3 separate regions of the Mus musculus genome follow, and regions 1 and 2 are each linked to region 3. A link is a contact called in public HiChIP or PLAC-seq data. All regions are on one chromosome and are shown on one strand. The core of a region is the stretch at or near the end of the contact, and the rest is flanking DNA. Distances in the headings are between cores, read along the strand shown. Region 1 holds the start of Shroom1 (shroom family member 1). Region 2 overlaps Pdlim4 (PDZ and LIM domain 4). Region 3 overlaps Gm12216 (predicted gene 12216).

The links. HiChIP or PLAC-seq counts read pairs in DNA pulled down with a chosen protein or histone mark.
Region 1: a contact with region 3 is called in an H3K4me3 HiChIP or PLAC-seq map of bone marrow-derived macrophages, with 5 times the contacts expected there. The contact joins the promoter of Shroom1 here to the enhancer-like site in region 3. A contact is called at or near these places in 1 of 39 promoter capture datasets (liver), 1 of 484 Hi-C or Micro-C datasets (liver) and 3 of 115 datasets of contacts at active chromatin or transcription factors (bone marrow-derived macrophages, hepatocytes and pancreatic cancer cells).
Region 2: an HNF4G HiChIP or PLAC-seq map of pancreatic cancer cells shows a contact between it and region 3. The contact joins two enhancer-like sites. A contact is called at or near these places in 1 of 39 promoter capture datasets (hippocampal neurons) and 1 of 115 datasets of contacts at active chromatin or transcription factors (pancreatic cancer cells).

What each region holds. Positions count from the first base shown.
Region 1 is chr11:53,454,938-53,458,480 of GRCm38.p6, reverse strand. It overlaps Shroom1 (shroom family member 1), which reads right to left and starts at 1,276. Exons shown (of 8, transcript NM_027917.3): 1 at 1,140-1,276.
Region 2 is chr11:54,059,081-54,062,830 of GRCm38.p6, reverse strand. It overlaps Pdlim4 (PDZ and LIM domain 4), which reads left to right. Exons shown (of 7, transcript NM_019417.3): 3 at 2,815-2,893. Among named protein-coding and RNA genes, the nearest start is that of Pdlim4, 8.1 kb to the left of the region's middle. RefSeq lists an enhancer at 3,416-3,750. Within about 2 kb of position 2,315, at least 164 of the 459 cell types and tissues checked have an H3K27ac peak or open chromatin away from gene starts, as enhancers often do. A contact at or near this core is called in pancreatic cancer cells, where this site is marked.
Region 3 is chr11:53,793,409-53,796,820 of GRCm38.p6, reverse strand. All of the region lies in intron 3 of Gm12216 (predicted gene 12216), which reads left to right. Among named protein-coding and RNA genes, the nearest start is that of Irf1, 25 kb to the right of the region's middle. Within about 2 kb of position 1,435, at least 255 of the 459 cell types and tissues checked have an H3K27ac peak or open chromatin away from gene starts, as enhancers often do. A contact at or near this core is called in bone marrow-derived macrophages, hepatocytes, liver and 1 more, where this site is marked.

The DNA.
Region 1 (3,543 bases), core at 27-2,526, 340 kb after region 3:
GAGGGTGGAAACACCAGACCTGAAGGATGAAGCTGGCACTGGGGGCTGAATCTCGAGTGAAGGTGGACCCAGGCAAGCAACCAGACGTGGGACTTCAGGCAAGGTTTGTTGGGAAATTTGATAAAGACAATTTTCAGTGGGCAAAACCAGACCAAGGCAACACATGTAAGTCCAGGTCAGGGAACAGGAGAGGCACTGGAGAAAAGTCAAGCTCCGAGCTAATCGGGAATGAAACAGTCCTCTCAAGGGCCACCTCCCATCTGTCTTCCTGTGAGGACCTGTGCAGGCCTTTCCTTGCCTCCAGCCTTCCCTCAGTACCTGGAGGGCTGTTAACTGCACTCCCTGACTCTCCTTAGAGTCAGAGGTTCAGGGTTCAATGCTCAGATCTTAAATCCTAGCATTCCAGGCTAGGTCTGATGGGTGAGCTTTCAGGCAAACTCCTTGGTTCTCTTTTCTAGTCTCCAAAGCTATGGGTGACATTGCACCCCTGTGAGACATCTATTTTACAACATAGTAGCTGGTTATACAGTCTCTGCTGGTCTTGGGCAGACTCTGTGAGACGCAGGTTCCAGGAGGTGTAGAAAAAGCAGAGGGTGAATGACACCTAGGTAAAGATGGTCACTGCCATGGGTACAGCACATACCCCAGGGCAAAAGCTAAGCCCTGGGGACCACAAGGGGCAGCAGAACCACACAAAGAGGTGAGGAAAGAGGCGCTTGGAACACTAGGAGAGCGGGTGGCCTCTGATCAGTGCATTTCTAGGCCTTTTCAGTGGGGTTCACGGTCCGGGAAGATCGGGGGATTGGGAGGGACCCGGATTCTCCAGCAATCGAAGCTCAAGAACAGAGGGTCCTGAGACGGACGCCACTGTGTACATTGCGTCCCTGCAACAGCTGGGCCACCTGGACAGCTCTGTCCCCTGCCAGGCCTGGCCGAGAGTAAAGGTGCGCAGGGGCCCGATTCCACTGGCGCGGCCGGTCTGGACTCCGGGTCGGAAGGTCCAGACAGAATGACGGTCAGTCAGGCTGCTTCGCGGCCACCGCTGTCGCCGCCCCGACCCTCCCGTCCTTGTCTCCCTTTTGGGAAGCAGATCTGTGGACCACGCGCTGTGTGTCCCCTCACCCGGTCCCGCTGCGTACCTGTGGCTCCAGCCCGAGACGCACTTCAGGGCGCCGGCGATCCCTCAGTGACATCCGAGCCCTGGGCTCCAGCTCCCGACGCCACCTCCAGTCTCCGGCCGCAGCAGGGGAGGCGCCACCTCCGGCCGAGGAGGGGCCGGAGTCTGGAGTGGCGGCAGGGCTGCGGGAGCCGCGCCCCTTCCTCTTGCGATTCTGTACGTGGCCCTAGTCCCCGGCCCTGGACCTCTAACCACCGCAGAGAACTCGAGCCGGAGGGCGATCGAAATCCTCCAAGCACTGCCGGATCCGCAGGCAAGACTTATGGACCAGCAGGCTCCTCAGTGCGGAGGTCAAACCCTCCCGGAGGCAACAAAGGCTCACCTTCCTTTCTTCTTCTTCTTTTAACCTTTAAAAAAATTACATTTATTTATTTACTTAATAATTTGGGAAGTAAGTAATGGGGGAAGCTCCCTTGTGGAGAAGTCGGTACTTTTCTTCCACCCTGTGGAGTACTAGATTCCAACTGTGAAGATCTGGTTTGGTGACATGAACATTTATCCACTGGACCATCTCTCCCGGCCGGTTCTCTTAAACTCCACGATGAAAACAGATGTGCCTGGAGTTCCTGCCTCATGCTCTCTCTCCCTCTGAGTGTGCTTTAGATGGCTGGCTACCTGATCAACTCTGCTCTTCAGACCCACATTTCCAAAACCATGCCACCTACTGGACTCTTTCCACAGGCTCTCCTCTCCTGTCTTTGTCTCCTCGCTTCCCATAGCTCCCTCCACCAGACCCACACCGAACGGAGCCCTGAACTTATGTGCTCGAATCTGCTACTAGGAGTGGGGTCTTCACCTTTTGGTAAAGACTTTGAACTCCTAAACTCCCGTCTGTACATCCTGAGTGCTGGAGTCTTTTTTTCAGCTCAGATGACCGGTGCCACCTGGTCCTCATTCTCTGTGTGTGTGGTGTATGCATGTGTACCTCTCGAGATTGGGTCTTTTCTTTTCTTTTTCTTTTTTTTTTTTTTTTCCGTTTTTGATTTTTCAAGACAGGGTTTCTCTGTATAGCCCTGGCTATCCTGGAACTTACTTTGTAGACCAGGCTGGCCTCAAACTCAGAAATCCGCCTGTCTCTGCCTCCCAAGTGTTGGGATCAAAGGTGTGCGCCAACACTGCCCAGATACTATTGGGTATTTTATTCTATCATTTCTACACCTTATTTTTTGAAACAAGGTCTCACACAGAAGTCATCAATTTGGCTAGACTAGCTGGCCAGCCAACTCCATGAGTCTGCCTACACACACACACACACACACACACACACACACACACACACACACACACACACCACATGTCCCCTGCACTGGGTAACAATGTAAGCTGTGGCACCTAGCTTTTCCCTTAGCTACTGCAGACCCAAGCTCAGCTCCTCATGTTTGAGTGGCAAGCACTTTGCCCACTGCCCCACTGCCCATTCGTCTCATGGTCAGCAAGCTCTGTGACTCCAACTCTGTAAAAGTCTGTCCATTTGAGGACTCTGGAGAACTTGCCCAAGTCTCAGAAAGCACAGAGCCACAGAAGAGGAGAGACATCTAGATTCTCATTTTTATGTAAGTCTCCTTACATAGCCTAGGCTGGCCTGAATCTAGAGTTTCAGACAGCTGCCACATGGAAGCTGGGAACCAAACCTAGATCCTCTATTGGGATAGCAAGTGTTCCTAACCATTCAGTTGTCTCTCCAGTCTACCATATACAAATGAAAGAGACAGAGACAGAGACAGAGACAGAGACAGAGTCAGAGACAGAGACAGAGACAGAGACAGGCAGAGGGAGGGGGTTGGTGAGAGGGAGAGAGAAACTAGTTGCAAAAGCAACGGTTTGAGAAAAGTCACTCAGTATCCCAGATGGAATCATTTGCCCATTCTGTGGACTGTGTTTATGTTTTGTGTGTGTCCGATCTGATGACAGTCCTGGTTGTGTCCTGATCCTCACTGGTACAGAATGTTCCGTGTGTGCCTTGTGCAGTGGTTTGTGAGGCCTCCTGTGAATGTCAGTTCAGCTCCTGGCAGCACCAACATCTAACTGGCATTGGTAGGCCAGCTTCTAGGTCTTGGGGTCGGCTTCTCCTTTTCACAGAAGAAAAGTGGAACGGGGTGGGGTGGGAGGTGTCTCAGGAGTCAGGCTCCTTGGCTGTCTCCTCTATCCCTAGAAGACCTCGGAAAATAGAGACCTCAGGCTCTCTAGGCCCAGGACCTGGCAGCCCAGACTCCCGGATGGAGTTTTGTCTGTCAGTGCCTATGAATGGGTACTCACAGGCTTTGGGAAGAAGGACAACAGAGAGCACAGTGGCAGGTGGAGTCAGAACACTTTCCTCCCCCTGAGACAAGGTTTCTCTGTGTAGCCTTGGCTGTCCTGAAACTTAC
Region 2 (3,750 bases), core at 1,066-3,565, 270 kb before region 3:
GCTTAGGCTCTGCCTTTTTAATCAGTTCCCACTAGCAGTTGGCTTAATTCTGGCTGAGTGAGAGCTTCATCCGCCTTCCCTGCCTGGGCCCAGAGGACATAACTCAGTTTTGCCACATTCACTGCTAACGGGGACTTTCCACGACCCCCCGTGGATCTGTGTGGGCGAAACCATCCCCAAACCACAACACAGTTAACCCATGCCTGATTGATCCATTGGCTCGGAGCTTTTAAACACAACGAGAAACGTTATTAGGTAGCCCCTGTTTGTGCCTGGCCCGTAGCCAGGTCCCTGTTGGGCTCAGGAATCTTGGACATGCCCTTGGCACTGAGCAGCCCAGCTGCAAGTCTTTATTCCATTGGGCACACAGCAAGGACGCCTCAGCTTCATCTAGACCCTTCTATCTTAGGTACCCACAAGGGCTCTATGAGCCTGGGTTTCTTTCCCATACATCCAGTTCCTTACTCTCTGCCAGACTGCGGCATGGCTGGTTAAGGAAAGCTTTGCCCGCAAGTAGCCTCTGAGGCCTCCCAGCTTGGCTGGGTTCCTGGGCCCTGACTCACCTCTGGCTTTGTTCTCTAGCTAAATGAGGGCAGCCCTAGGGATGGCAGAGCTGTGAGGAGGCTCAAAGGGTCCTGAGTCAGGAGATTCCCAGAGAGAATGATGTCAGGGATGGTAGCAGGGTGGAGGTCCCCTTTCCTTCCTTCCTTCCTTTCCTGGTCATTTGTTCCGATCTAGGCATGGATGGAGCCAGAAGGCCACTGCTGTGTTGCATTTTGGGAATTACAGCCCCAGCATGCAGTGTGGCCACGGGACAGATGAGTGTCCATGGTCCATGTCACAGTGCCGTCTGACTTCCAACAAGTGCTTTATGCAGACCCCAAACCTCTCCAATCCTAAATCAAGGGCTGCCTTGTGACCTTGACACTGAGTAGTAAGGAGGTGCCAGGCTCTCTCAGTCAGAATGACACCCTAAGACTCTCCCTCCCTCCACCATCTCCAGTCCTCCCTCACACACCAGACTTGGGGCAATTTGACCACGTGGCCACCTAGACTAGACCCTCAACCCAACCCTCTTTCTACTGGGCTCCCTTACAGGCCTCTGTCTCTGCTCCCTGTTCAGCCCACTCCTCAAGGCTTATGCCTGGGCCCCAGACACATCCTCCACCTCTTTAAGAGGCTCTGCTGAGGGCCAGCCAGCCTAATGACCTGGCTAGAGTGAGGGACTTGGCATTCTTAGAACAGCTTCCCTGCCTCTGGTGCCCCACTGATTCTCCCACAACCTGAGATATGCAGGAAAGGCTTTGTTTCCTTCTAGACTTATTTTCTATGGGGCCAAAGTCAGGCTTCCAATAGTTCAAGTCAGATCCCATTGTACTGTAGATCAGGACCTTCCTCCTATCAACCACAACACTGCCATGATAGTCTTTATTGCCATCGCTTGTTGCTTTGCATAGCCCAACCTTTGCTTCTCCTTTTGTTTAAACAAGCTTACTACTCACCCGAGGAGCCCTGAAGGAGAGCCCACTACATGACTAAGCCCTCCGTTCTTATCTGACATCTTAGGCCACTCTCATGGCCCTTAGACCACAGGTTTGTGCCATTCTTGGGCAGGTATTTAGAAAAGCATCCAGACAGGGCATCCCTGGTGTGTCATGACTAGAAGTCAGAGCAAGTAGAAGACATGGTTGGAGATATTTTAAAGGGGTCACTCGGGAACCTAGCTGTGTGGCTAGAGCCAGGGCTGTGAGGAAAGGATTGGGCCCCAGAAGACTGTGGGCAGTGTGAACAGAGATGAAAGCACAGAATCCATGTGGACGTAGTGTCAAATCACCGAGCCATTGCGCTGGGTATGGTGGCACACTGGGGAGCAGAGGTAGGTGGGTCTCTTTAAGGTCAAGGCCAATCTAGTCTACATAGTGAGTTTCCAGGACACACAGGACTACATAGAGAGACCTTGCCTCAATCAATCAATCATCAATCAATCAATCTTCCCTGAAAAGGAGGCATGAGTGAGCTTCAACCCCAGTCATAAGACTTTGAGAGGCCTCAGGAGGCCTCTTGGTTAAGGAACATTATTTCCACACTCTAACCAGCCTTATTATACATCGCCTGCCAACCCAGGGTCCACACACCCTCCTGGCTTGCCTTCCATAGAGCTACTGAGTGGCAGGGCTGGGCCCACAGCCTTTAGGCCTGCCCGTCCTGCTTATGGCAGGTTTACGATGTTTTTCTCCCTCCTGAGTGGTGTTTGGCTTTTGGTTTCTATGGCGAAGCAGGAATTTCCTAATGGCCTGTTTCCCATCTGGGCTGGGCAGACCTCAGTGATGACTCTGCCTGAGTGGGTGGAGGCAGCAGGACGGGAGGTGCTCCCCCACAGCCTCCATTTCACCTCCCCGAGAGCCACTCAGGCCCCGGCCAGAGGCTACGGAGGTCAGAGGATGAGCCGACTGGCTCCCACTGGCTCCCGGCTTATCCATGTGTGAGGCCTGGCTTGCCTTGCTGTGCCCTGAGCCTCCTGGAGTGGAGTTTCTGCAGGCCACCATGAGGGAGGAGAATGTCTGAGGTGCAAGCCCTCTCCTGCAAGGTCTTTAGGAATGAGACCAGAAAGGCACCAGGCCACTGGCAGGAAAGGGAGCACAGCTCTGCCCCAGGAGGGTGACGACCTGAGCTGTGGCTTCTTGCTTCAGCAGACAGCACCATGCTAAAGAGAGGGGGAATGTTGGATATTTCTCTTCTCCCCCAGCTCTGGTTTCAGGCATGGGATGGAGACTAATAAGCAGACATATCTCACTATCCCAATTCCTGCCACAGGCCTGAGAATAAGAACTGGCCCAGTGCTCCTGATGACAAGGCTCAAGCACATAGGATCCACATTGACCCTGAGTCCCAGGTAGGTATAGACACTGCTCACCTGGCCCAGCTAGCTCAGAGTGAACCCAGGACAAGAGGCAGGCATGGCCAACAGACTTCAGTGAAATTCTCACACTGATGGTCAGACAGCCAGGGTATACTGAAGTAGACAGCTCCTCTAGGACATGCCTGCTTCTATCCCTTGCCCTGGAGCCCCTGCAGTGTGCTTGACCCAACTCCAGGCTAGCCTGCATTCTTGGCTAGGGTGCCTGGGATGGGATGGGGCTGGGCTAGGTCTTGGCTCAAGATCTCTCCACACAGAGCTGAAGTTTACTCCCACACCCAGAGAGACCCAATCAAAAAGAAGTCAGCAGGCTTAGAGAGAGATGAGGGTAGGCAGGTGGCTGTGAGGAATCAGGCTGTGGCCATTCCTGTCTTGCACGACCCTCATGCACTCTAAAGCTGGAGAGGTCCCTTTTCATGTCCCAGAGGAGTTGCAGCTGTCACACTGTCCTCAAGGAGAGAGAGCAAACCTGGCTGCACTGAGTTCTCATGAGAAGAGAAGCCAAGTGCACCAAATTCCAGATACCTAGACCATGCTCCACATCCCTGGACAAGGTCACTCCTGGGCTAATCTGTGATGTAGCTTGAATCCAGAGTACTCAGTATGAGAGGTGTGGCTTCTGGGCCTGCTCTTGTCTGCTCTCTCCACATGGAAGAAAAAGGACCAGGACAGAGAGACATTTCAATAAGAAGTCAGAGAGGGCTCTCCAGAGGAAGGAGATTCAAGTCCAAACCTTAGGACCCAGACAGAGCGGGTAGGAAGAGGAAATGCACCCCACAAGCACCTGAAGCCCAGGGGTGCGTGTGCTTTGAGATCAGAGCAGTGACAGGGGA
Region 3 (3,412 bases), core at 186-2,685:
GCTCTCTTCCACAAGGAAGAGTTCCCAAGGGAGAAAGGCGCATGCTCAGTGAGGGTGGCTGGGTTGTCAATCCATAACGTGGCTTCGTGTGCCATTTCCAACACTGCCTGGGGTGGGAGTGGGGCTGCCTTCACTCCCACCGCCTGCCTGGATGTCCCCATGAGCCAGGAGGCACTCACACAATCTAACTGGGGGTCAAAGATCAGGAATCCTGGGCTCAGCTCCTCTAACTCCACCTCTACAGATACACACGAGTTCCAGGGTACACACACGATGGCAGCCTGGGTAATCCAGCAGGTCAGCCTTCAGACAGATAACAGATTTCCTGACAAAATTAGGATACAGGAGAGAATTCAGCGCAAAAGAGCTACAAATTGACCTGCTGACTCCACCCTACCCTTCATCTCATCTGAAATGTCTCCTCCTCCGGGAAGAGCTGCTCAGATCCCTCCAGCCCTACACATACATCCCTTAGGTTAAGGCCGCTTGAAACTAAACTGCACCTTCTCTTTACCTTGCCTTTGCTAGCTAGCTATATGCTAACATACCCAGCATCTGCCTCTTTCAGTGAACTGCACTCCTTTGCGGCTTAGACTTTGTCTGTGAGGCTTATGTTACGTCCCCGTGCTGCCAAGTACACACTCAGTGTGGAGTCCTTATGATGCTCCCTCAAGACTACTATTGCCTCAGGGGCTCTGGTGTCTACAAGTCTTCCCAGACCTTCATGTGACGCTGTGGTGGTGACAGATACCCCGAGTCTGCAGTTTCCAGTCTCTAGCCCCAGGTCATGGAATACTTGGACTGTCTCCAGTATCTACAGGATTCTAGGTTGGGGGTGGGGATTGGTCATGTGGTTAAACCTCCTGTGGCACATTCAACATAGCTCTGTCTCTGCCCCCTTATCTAAACAGCTGGACGTCACGTAGCCCATTCCACAGACACAAGGACACTTGACTCCAGAAGGACCAGAAGAAAAGCCATTTTCATTGCGTCACGTAGGAGCTAAAAGGTTGGGGAAATGAGCGATTTAAAAAAAAAATTTATTAAATTGTGCCTTCGTGTGTGTGTGTGTGTGTGTGTGTGTGTGTGTGTGTGTGTGTGTACCCTGTTGTTACCCTAGCTTAGAGCAGTTATTACTATGAATACATCTCCCAAACACACAGAGCAGGGTAAACATGAGGGGCCTGCCACCTCATCTTCCTTCCAATGTTTGTCTAGGATAGGACAATAGCTTCATTTATTTAATGTGAAGTTAGAAGTCTTAGCAGAGGAAGGTGACAAACTCAAACTGCCAACCGTTTGAACTGTGGCCTGGCCTGGGCTGAAGACGATGTGGCCAGTGCAGATGGTGAGGGCCCAGGGGCAGCCCACTTCCTCCCTCCCTGCCTGCCTCTGCCTGTCTCTGTCTCACCAGCAGGCTTCCCAGGGCTGCAGGAAGTGAGGCAAGGAGCAGACCTTTTGGGTGTGTTTGTGGGGGGAGTGCGGGAGTAGGGGAGTGGGGCATAGACGGTGCAGCTGCCATGTTTGAGGATGGAAGATTGGTCCTCTCTGGGTCCGGACTTCTGAGCTGCCACGGGCTAGTGTCTGCCTTCTTGCCACTAAGCCTGCTCGACATTAGTCTGCAGCAGGCTCTTCTGTCTTGCGACTGAGTGCCACGGTCTTGATGGTCCAGGGAGACAGGAAGGGGGAGAGTCGAGTCTTCTCTTGGAGGAAATGCAGCTGTGGTTTTGAGACGTTCATAGTGCTGAGCTGTGGTTGGTGTTTCTCAGGGTTCTCAGAGGTGAACGCACGGTCAGCCCCGTGTCACCAAATAAGGTTCACAGTGACCCTAGCAACAGTCTTCACTGCCCATTGGCTGCCGCGGCTGCCATGAGAGGCGGGCTGCTGTTTCCACATGCACAGAGGTTCCTCTGCCTGAAATCATTGCCCTTCAGAGCACCGCAGAAAGGGACCGTGTTATGAACAAAGGTGGACAAGCGGGGGTGGGGTGGGGCGGGGCGGAACTCTGCCGGCCCTGTGAGTTTCAGAGTCCAAACCTCCTGAATCATCACACAGATACTGACCAACACCATCTGTGCAGTGGCCAGAGCCCAGCTTGCGGAGACAGGCCCTCTACCCCCTGCCCGGGCTTCCAGCCTGAACTCCACAGTAGTTACCATTTTGGTTCAGCTCATTTTCCTTTGTGCCAGGCACTGAGCTAGACTCTTTCTATATGAGATGCCTTTGAATCAGTAACCCTGTTACCCCTCTTTTATACAGAAACCGAGGCTGAAGAAAGTAAGGACTGACCCAAAGTTATAAGTCACACTTTAATCTCAATTTAGATAGCTCCAGATCCCATGCTGTTGGCCACTGTACTGTACCGAGTGTCTCTGGCTCAGCCACTCAGCGTTCTGACATAAGGGGGATTAAGATGAAGTCTGCACATGTGACGTATGCCTGGGGAACCTGGTGCCAAGCAGTAGATTGTCTGACTATATATATACATACATACACACATACCTCAGCAGGGTGACCTGGGCATCCCCCCAACAGGCCTCCCAAGGGTCCCACATGGTCCTCCAAGGAGTATGCTGCTCAAACATTGAGGTTTGGGAACCAGATTCCGCTGTGCCTCTCTCTGGTATTTGGTCTCCACTTCCTCTTCTGGACTTCTTCCCATCCCCCACCCAACTGCACCACCAGTGTGAGGAGCAGACAGAAGGCCACCAAAGAGGTGCTAGCCTGTGGGAGCCAGGGGAAACAGGACTGGCAGGCCAGGCCGAAGGGTTCAGAAAGGAAAGAGTCAAAGTAAAAGAGCAGCCATTCCTCCTCTACCCAGACAGCGCTGCTGCGGGGTTAGAGCACCGCCTCCCTAAGGACCACTTTCTAGACCAAAAGTAAAACTGAAGAGGCTGAGGCCTGGCTCAGTGCTAGGAAGCACTTGCTGCTCTTGCAGAGGACGCAAGTTCCTTCCCAACATCCACAACTGCTTGTAACTTCTCTTGTGGCCTCTGTGGATACACGCACATGTACATGCATGCACGTGTGCGTGCGCGCACGCACACACACAAATAAAAACTTTATATATATATATTTGGGAGAGGCAGTGAGATAGCACTGATTAAAGGCATCAGCCACCAAGCCTGATGATAAATTCTATAGCTGGTACCTACACGGGAGGAGAAGAGAACTGACTTCCACCTGTCCTCTGATCTCCACATGTATATGCCATGGCACAATCTCCTACACCCTGACAAAAATAAATAAATAAATGCAAAGAAAAAAATTTAAGATGAAAATGCAAATACCTTATAATTTCAAAGTCCCACTCCTCCGAATCTTTTCTTGCCATAGTCTGACCCTTTTACCCTGGCAAGTTTTGTTGTGTGATAAAACTTCCCATTTGGAGAGGCAACACACATCTGGTCTC